Regions from separate parts of the Mus musculus genome. Here regions 1 and 2 are each linked to region 3. A link is a contact called in public Hi-C data. All regions are on one chromosome and are shown on one strand. Each heading gives the region's core, a stretch centred on a gene start, on an enhancer-like site or on the middle of the called end of the contact. The rest is flanking DNA. Distances are from core to core; before and after follow the strand shown.

Evidence for each region. A called contact is a pair of places that touch in the nucleus more often than the background predicts.
Region 1: a Hi-C map of the N1E-115 cell line shows a contact between it and region 3, with 4 times the contacts expected there. The contact joins two enhancer-like sites. A contact is called at or near these places in 5 of 484 Hi-C or Micro-C datasets (the N1E-115 cell line, cerebellar granule neurons, liver and 2 more) and 1 of 115 datasets of contacts at active chromatin or transcription factors (embryonic stem cells).
Region 2: a Hi-C map of the N1E-115 cell line shows a contact between it and region 3, with 2.6 times the contacts expected there. The contact joins two enhancer-like sites. A contact is called at or near these places in 3 of 484 Hi-C or Micro-C datasets (the AML12 cell line, the N1E-115 cell line and nephron progenitors), 3 of 115 datasets of contacts at active chromatin or transcription factors (double positive thymocytes and embryonic stem cells) and 1 of 9 other capture datasets (embryonic stem cells).

What each region holds. Positions count from the first base shown.
Region 1 is chr4:140,531,094-140,533,901 of GRCm38.p6, forward strand. The region is part of intron 26 of Arhgef10l (Rho guanine nucleotide exchange factor (GEF) 10-like); the gene reads right to left. Among named protein-coding and RNA genes, the nearest start is that of Gm42335, 73 kb to the right of the region's middle. Within about 2 kb of position 1,373, at least 49 of the 459 cell types and tissues checked have an H3K27ac peak or open chromatin away from gene starts, as enhancers often do. A contact at or near this core is called in the N1E-115 cell line, where this site is marked.
Region 2 is chr4:140,284,942-140,287,767 of GRCm38.p6, forward strand. No RefSeq gene overlaps it. Among named protein-coding and RNA genes, the nearest start is that of Gm33895, 37 kb to the right of the region's middle. Within about 2 kb of position 1,265, at least 28 of the 459 cell types and tissues checked have an H3K27ac peak or open chromatin away from gene starts, as enhancers often do. A contact at or near this core is called in the N1E-115 cell line, where this site is marked.
Region 3 is chr4:140,404,844-140,407,921 of GRCm38.p6, forward strand. No RefSeq gene overlaps it. Among named protein-coding and RNA genes, the nearest start is that of Gm13017, 16 kb to the left of the region's middle. Within about 2 kb of position 1,613, at least 54 of the 459 cell types and tissues checked have an H3K27ac peak or open chromatin away from gene starts, as enhancers often do. A contact at or near this core is called in the N1E-115 cell line, where this site is marked.

The sequences.
Region 1 (2,808 bases), core at 123-2,622, 130 kb after region 3:
AAAACTGAGCGACAGAGATGGAGCAGTGTGGGGATGTGTTCCTAAGAGAGAGGAGAGCAGAGGGCAAAGGCAGGCAGTGGGAGGAGCCAGACTATAGGGAGGAGTCGGGCTGTGAGGAGGAGTCAGGCTATGGGAGGAGCCGGGTTGTGGGAGGAGCCTAACTGTAGGGAGGGGTCAGGCTGTGGGAGGAGCCGAACTGTAGGGAGGGGTCGGGCTGTGGGAAGAGCCGGAACTGTAGGGAGGGGTCGGGTTGTGGAAGGAGCCAGACTGTAGGGAGGAGCAGGAGCCGGGCTGTGGGGAGGAGCAGTCCTGTTCCAAGGCCAACACAGGGTAAGTGGGTAGGTGGGCAGGTAAACTTTGAAAAAGAAAACAAAAAGAAAAGCATGGGGCCAGCAAGATAGCTCAGAGAAAGCACTCACTATACATGCCCGATGACCTGATTTTAAACTCTGAGACTCACAGAGTGAGTAGAGAACTGACTGCATGGAAGTATTCTCTGACCTCCACACACACACTGTGGCGCATGCCCCTGGCCTGGTAATGATAATAAAATTTAAAAAGAAGAATGGGGGAAGAGGAGGAAGAGGAGGCAATGGAGGGGGGAGGGAAAGGAAGAAGAGGAAGAGAAAGAAGGAAAGAGGAGGGGGAGGAAGGAAAGGAAGATAAGGAAGAAGAGGAGGGGAAGAGAAGGAGAAGGGAAAGGAAGAGGAGGAGAAGAGAAGGAAGAGGAGGAGAAGGACCTGCTGCTCTTTCAGAGGTCCCAAGTTCAATTCCCAGCACTCATGTCAAACCCCTCACCACAGCCTTAAGTCCAGCTCCAGGGGGTCTTCTAGCCTCCACGGGCACCCACACCCATGTTACATACCCGTACAAAAGACACACGTGCATACACATAATTGAAAACCTTTTAAAATACAACAGGAAAAGAGGGCTTGCTCCCGACTGATACCCATCCACACACCAAGCTGGTTTCATCTCTCAGCAGCAATATACAGATCTAACAACTCAAGGACATCCGTAGCCCCGCCCTGACTCCACTGCCCTCCCTGTCCCATGAGCAGGAGGCAGAGACCCCAGGCCATGCAGGCTTGCCCGATACCCCACCTCATCCCAGGAGAGCACACCCAGCATGCCCCAGGCCTGCTGTCCCCAGTCGGGCTTTTTTTTTTTTAATTAAGATGCAACATCACCCCACAGCGGGCTCTCCCTCCAGCGACAGCTCCGAGTGAACTCCAGACTGACTGGATTAGACTTTGAAGGTGACGATGCAGATAATGAACACAGAGAACGCCGTGTTGACACAGGCCCTGGCGAGCCACATTATTATTTAACAGGCCTTGCTTTCTGCCTCTGCTGGGATCAAGGAGCCGAACGCAATTGCTGGTAGGCGTAAAAGCCCGAGGCAGCAGTGGCCCAGCTCCACGGGGCCTGAACCGAGCAAGGTCAGGGTGGAGGCAGGAACCCAGCCAAGTGGGCGATGGAAACGACCTGAATTCAGAGGCCTCTTTCCCACATTGGCCCCCACTGCCCTGCCATGACCTCACCATGTCAGTTTACACCATACCTCTGGTCTCTCTCCACAGCAGAGTCTGAACTCCTGAAGGGCAGAGGCCAGGTCTCGGTCATCTTGGTCCCCTGAGTGCCTTACACTGAGGACACGGAGATGGGTGACATACTCTGCACCCAACACCTGCTCACTAGGACCTGTCCACTAATGAGCATCTGCTGTCACAACCAACGAACCAGACACAGGGTGACCAAGGTGCAATTCTTGACCTGGAAGATGCAGGCACAGAATCTGATCCCCCCAGAGTGATACGCGGGTGCCTCCCAAAGGAGATAGAACCTCCTTTTGGTTGAGACAGGCAGCCTGGGAATTAAGACCCATGAGGCCTGTGTTCAGACCCTGACTCTGCCTCTCTCCAGCTGTGTAACCTCGGGTAAGTTACTTAACCTCTCTGTGCCTGTTCTCACATCTTTTAAGAGGGAACAGCACTCTTCTCAGAGGGTGGCTTAAAGAGGAAATGAGTTTATATATGTAAAATACATAAGTTCAGGCTGGGTCCAACAAAGTCCATTGTCACTTCCTGGGGATGGAGACAGCAAGATGAACCCTGGTGTCTTCACCTCATGCCCCAGCCATGGAGAACCAAGAATCACACAGCCAGGTCTCCTGGCTGTGACACCCACTAGCTGGCTGCCCACTCCCCGCAGTCCTCCTGAAGCCTGGGGGAGCTTGCATGAGGCAGGTGACACAGAAGGCTCTCCTGGAAGCCTGCACTGTGTGGAGATATTAAAGACCCTGCTGGTGCAGAATTCAGGCTCAGCACAACCATATATAGGATGAATGCACACTCTGGAGGCTCCACAGGACTGGCTAGTCCCACCAGGGACCCATGGGCAAGCCTGGCGCCAGCTAGCCCAGGGCTGAGTCTGCGGTCATTAGCAGCAGCCAGATGGAGCTGGCTCCAAAATACAATGCTGGGGTGGGCGGCTCCCCTCCATCCAGGCACTATTAAATATACATGGTGCGACCTTGTAACTGAGCCACTACTGTGCATGCGGTACGCAGGGACAAGCGAGATGCCACCCATCTGCAGAGAAGCCTCCCAGCTGCCCAGGAATGCTCTCCCTCTGGCTCTCCAGCCCCTGCGGCGGGGACCTCCTGGCCAGGGGTCCAGAGGAGGTGAAAGGTCAGCATGCTGACCCTGCCTTAAGAGCAGCTGGTCCAGCACTAATCTCAAATCATGACAGCCTCTCAGGAGCCAGGAGGTCCCTGGAGCCCTGGGACGGTTGACCAGAGGCAGA
Region 2 (2,826 bases), core at 15-2,514, 120 kb before region 3:
GTGTAGGAGTGTGTGAGGTCTCCTTCAGAATGCTATGATTGAAGAGACCAGCATCTTGGGCTTGAAGGATCTGTAGATGTGCACAGTGGAGAAAAGACATTGATTCCCCTAGGAGGGGCTCCACGGCTAGGCATATACTTGCTGCTTGACTGCTAAGTCCAAGCCCCACCATGCCTTGGGGAATCATACCAGGCTCACAGCACAAATATGCTTGTGTATAAATTGGTGGCAGCAATACTCCATGCCATGGTTCCATGATGTAGAAGGCACGTGTCACTTTGCCACATCAACTCTGGAGCCATTGACAGGCAATGCCCTTTGTCACTTGGAATTTCTGCAAGAACCTCGAGGGGATGTTGCTATTTTGATCCTCATTTGCAAGCAAAGCATTTCTGGTGCTCAGAGAGGTGACATAATTTTCTCAAGGCCACACAGCTAGTGGTAGAAGTTGGATTATACCCAGCCTTACCCCAGCCACCATTCCGATGTGTTTGTGCATGTGTGTATATGTGCATGTGTGTATGTGTGTGTGTGGGGGGGGGGTATATGGTTTCTTGTCTCCTTTTCCCAAGAGCCATCATTACAATAAGTTGGATGAGCTTACAATCCAACTTATTTTTAACATGGGTTCTGTGGATTAACAGGCCCTTCTGCTCTGGAGGCAAGTGCTCTACTGACAGAGCTACCTCCTTATGACTGGAAACCAGGTCTTAATGAAAATAATCATGTTAAAATGCCATTGAACTAAGCCACAGTCTCAGTTTGTTCAGTGCCTTTAGTAAAATGGGACAGTCAGATACACAGAAGGCAGCCCCTAGTCTGAGTGAATACCAGGCAAAGATGAGAGCAGACATCAGGAAACCAATGGAGTCAGACACTGCAAACAAGCTACCACAGGAGAGAGGCTGCAGCAGGTTCATGGTCTCAGCCGGAGCCAGTCTTATGGCTCAACACCTCCCTCTCAAGTGTCTGCCTCCAGAGGGATGAGGCAGCCTGTTTCAGCTTTTAGTTCCATAATGGTGCTTTGTCTGGGTTGCTGTAGACTATATCTTCAGAGAGGGTCAGGCTGAGAAAAGCCCGTGGTGCCTGCTGAATCCTAAACCCTCAGACCTCCAGGCAGAGGGCGCTGCCCTCAGATGAGAGGCCAGTTGCATCTCATATGATCTGTTGCCTTGGCAGCTACCAGGATGGAAATGGACAAAGAGGGATGGGGCTGGGTGAGCAGAGACCAGGCGCCTCACTGTCTGTGGATGATGTTGCCATGGTAACATCGTGATCTAAGAGGGAGCCAGAGAAAACTGAGATATGGAGGAATTTGGGGAGGACCAGGATGGATGTACAGGGGGTGAGATGAGGAAGGCCAAGGCTTCTAGAGTTTACCATGACCTGGACAGCATGCTGGCCACATGTGGTCCTCTGCATTTCCAGATTAAAGAGTTTAAGAGTCAAGAGGGGCCTGGAGTCCACGTCTGTAATCTCAGCACTTGAGAGGGGCTGAGGTAAGAGGACCACTGTGAGCCCACCAGCTTGGGCAACATAGAGAGTTAAAGGCCAGCTTGAGCTACACTGTCTCAAAACAACAACAAAAAGTAACTAAAAATAAAAACCCCATGCGATCCTTTGGGGTGTGGTGTCTTTACCTGTCATTTACAAATGTGGAGACTGAGGCCCAGCGGAGGAGCTTAGAGTCGGCCACACAACTGGAGGAGAGGAGGTAGATTCTAGGTAATTATTTACCTCCACATCCCCTGTCTTTCTGCTTCACCAGGCTCCTCTGGTACCCACAGAGTGATGCCTTGAGGGCCTTGGAAGAGACATTGAGTACCCAGCCTGACTTCAGTGGGAGGGGAAAACAAATGCAGGAATAGCAATCCCTGTCCGTGTTTTTAAAACTACTTGTTTGTATTTAAGAACAATACATGGCTGTTTAGTCACCCTGGGTCTCATGTAGCACAAACCAGCCTTGTCTTTCCATGTAGCTATTTAGCTTCTCAACTTCTTGCCTATGTCTCTCAGGTGTTCAGATTACAGGCATGCACCGCCCTGCCAGCTCCCTTTCATAGCTCAGTAAATCTAGGAGTTACTGACATGGGAGAACTCGGGCCCCCAGGGCCACCAGCCATGTGCTAAGCTACATCTGTCAGCCACCGAGCCAGACAGATGGAACCTAGCACCCAGCTTCCCAAGTTTAAGTCAGGATTGTTGCAGGCACCAGAACAAGTTGTAGTCAAGGGGCAAAGGCATGGCTAGACCCATGTCTATCCTGGGGTGACCAAAGCAGCCAACAGGGAGGCATTGGAGCCAAATCCAACATCAGATCCTGCTGCTGTGAGGTCAGACATCTGCCCCAGGACTGCAGTGCCTATGGCCTCATTATACAATAGGGAAAGCTTGGACTCTGAAGACCACCCCCCCCACACACACACATACCTCTCAAGTCCTGTCAGCTGACATGGACTGGAAGCATTAGGCTTGGTTGTAAGATATCCAGGAGCTGAAGTGAGTCCCATAAGCTGAAGTTACCTTGTCAGCTATCAAAAGATACCCCAGGACAGCTCAGAAATGGGTTTTCACTGGAGGGAATGAGTTCCCTGTCTGTGGAGGCATACAAGGTGAGCTGGAAGAGGTGTACCTTGTCAGTCATTTCTAACTGCATGCCCAAGCTCTGGGGCACTGTTACTCCTTGTTAGTGATAGATTCCCTTCCCTAATAAAGACATGTCTGGAGGTAGAAGCAGGACAAATCAACAGCTTAAAAGTGTCCCCCAAGGGATACTGGTCATCCCTACCCTAACCTGTTCCCCACACCCACACCCAGTCTGAAGGG
Region 3 (3,078 bases), core at 363-2,862:
GGCTGATGGGCAGGATTCTGAGAGCTCACGTCTCCATCAGGAGCCAGATGGAGCCAGATGTGGGGAGAGACCGCATGCGCTCACACTCCACCCCATGACTGCTTTCTCCCCATATGATCTTGTGGACGAACAGTTTCATCTAAACGGCTACGAGTTCTCGCCTCAAAGAACAGGAAGGCATAGTTTATTCTGAAAACAAATTTTGAGTGACCAGGCCCTGGCAACTCAGGGTTAGGTTACCTCAAACTTTCCCTGTTCCAATGAGGTCGCAGTTTCATAAATGTTTATAGTCACAGAAGAAAGCAAGCCATAAAACAACACACTTTGCACACATTGGTTGGTACCTTAGGTAGGTGAGTTACTGAAACATTGGGAGACTCAGTTATCGACTTTAAATGCTGTCTGACATAGTCACAGTCCTCTGGTGAGAACCAGGGGTCTCTTCATACATTCCAAAGGATTTTTCCTAACAGTCATAAAAGATGTCAGGTCTTGTACACCAGAAGCCATACATGCCTATTAAGGGGCCTAAGCTATTCCAAGATAATGGCTCTTAACCTGCAACATTCCAACCTCTCCAGATTGTTCGGATTCTAGCCAGTCACTCGGCTTTTTTAGACAACAGGTTCTTGCCAGGAATTCTAGCTGTCACAGATAACTGAGCCTGGGTGCCTGCTGTGGAGACATCTGAACTGAGAAGATATAGCTGATTAATCGATGCTGTACCCTCCTCGTCCACACAGAAGACGATAATGACTCAGCTAAAAGGATGTGGCTAGGGTGAGGTATGGACTCAACTCGTGCTCTGTGGGTGGCTTTGCTGTGCACACACAAAGGCTGTGAGTGAAAGTGTGTGTTCTCCTGATGAACTAACCCGCAGCCATCTTGGTTGCTGTTGTATAAAAAAAACAGCAACTTGATGCGATTCAAACTGACCCTTCACCTCCCTGCGGCTCAGGTTCCCTTTCTTAGGGTGTTGGGGTGTGTGTGTGTTTGTATATATGCATGAGTGTATGTGTGTGTGTGTTGATACGCATCCATGTGTTGATGTGTGAGTGTGTGTGTGTGTGTGTGTGTGTGTGTGTGTGTGTGTGTGTGTGTGCTGGTGTGTATCTATGAATGTGTTAGCCAGAGGTCCAGACCAGGCTCCTTCCTCAGGAGTCTACCTCCTTTCGGGAGACTGTCTCCCTGGTACCTGACTTGCCAACTTGGGTAAGGGCTGTCCAGTGAGTCCCAGGGGTCTGCCCCTCCTCTGGTTCCTCAGCTCTGGGATATGAGCAAGTGTTCAGGTGTGCTCTGGGGATGAACTGAGGTGCTCGAGCTTGTACAATGAGCACTGTCCTGACCTCAGCCTCTCTTCTCCCCCAGCCTGTCCTGACTGGAAGACAGCTGCTCCACCAGAGATCACTGATTGACTTGCTGAGGGGAGGGGGAAGGGAGGGGAGTGAAGGGGAGGGGAGGGGGAGGGGAGGGGGAGAGAAGGGGGAAGGGGAAGGGAAGGGGAGGGGAATGGGACAGGAAGCGCTCACCAGCTGCTGGAAACTGGAGCCCAGCCCTTGTCTCCTAATGTGACAGGAAATGGGCTCAGGCAGTGTGGCCTGCCGGCTGCCTTCCCAGAGCCAGGCCTGCTTTTCTCCAACTCCCTGGCCCTCTACAGGGAGAAGACAGAGAGGGCCCAGGCTGTGTCCCCAGAACCGCTGGACCTCTAGCCCCTCCTGCCGGAAGAAGGTGGCTAAGGACATCCCTCCTTGTTGAAGCAGCCTCCTCCCAGAGGCCTAGTTTGGTAGGACGGGTCCACCAAATGGCTCAATCCCCTCTGGGTTTTTGTAACACAAACAATCTTAGACAATCTCCTTGGCAGAGGGGGTTGGGGGAAAGGGGATAATCTGTGTGGTGTGAAGAGGAGAATGCTCTGAGCAGAGCCTCACCCCATTTGCATTTCTAAGTGAGAAACTGAGCAGGGGAGGGGGGAGGGGGCCACCACTCCTCTTGTTAACTCCCTTCTGGCTCTGCAGCTGAGGGAGTCAGCCCAGAGCTCCATCCACCTAAGACCCAAGTCCAATCCCTGCATGGAGGAGTCTGGAGTGGCAACCTCTGTGGACCTCTGTCACCTGTCACCTCCACAGAACAGAGAAGTTACACTACAGGTCCACGGGGAACCTTCCAGAAGGGGCACACTGTAGTTATTAAACCTGGGGAGCCAAAAAGTTTCACTCAAAGTGTGACCTTGTTTGGACCGAGCAGCTGACCTTGAATGTGACCCTTGGCCTCCCTGTGGGGGGTTGAATGAGAAAGGCACCCATTGGCTCATAGATTTAAATGCTTGGCCACTAGGGAGTGGCACTGTTTGAAAAGATTAGAAGATTAGAAGATTAGATTAGTGGCCTTGTTGGAGGGAGTGTGTCACTTGGGGCGGGCTTCGAAGTTTCAGAAGTCCACACCAAGCCCTGTGTCTCTCTCTTCCTGTGACCTGCGGATCTTGGTGTAGAACTCTCACCTACCCTCCAGCACCATGTCTGCCTGCAAACTGCCGTACTCCCACCATGATAACCATGACCCTTAACCTCTGAAACTGTCAGCCAGCCCCAGTTAAGTACTTTCCTTTGTAAGAGTTTCCATGGTCATGGTGTCTCTTCACAGCAATAGAACAGGGACTACGAAACTCCCCATAACTGGTAGGAGGCTTTGGGAGGAACTGGCTCAGCTGCCAGCCTCTGCCTCCCCAGAGGCCTGCCCCAGCATCTCCGGAAGCTGGCCACCTAGGTTTCTGTCTGGGTATCTCTGAGAATTCGAGGTTTACTCCCCTACATTGGGACGAAGGCATCTAATTCCACAAGCTGTAAGACCTGTAGACTCAAGCTCAAATCCGTTTCCAAGGCGGAGGATGTGTCTCGGGTGGTGGAGGATCTCTGTAGCATGCAGAAAGCCCTGGTCTCCATCCCTAGCGTCTTCTGAATCCAGGCTCTAGAATTCCAGCCGTGAGGAGGTAAAGCCAATAGAGCCAGAAGTTCAAGGGTATCCTCAGCTTCACAGGGTATTTGAAGCCAACCTGGGAAACAGGAGATGCTCCCACATTGA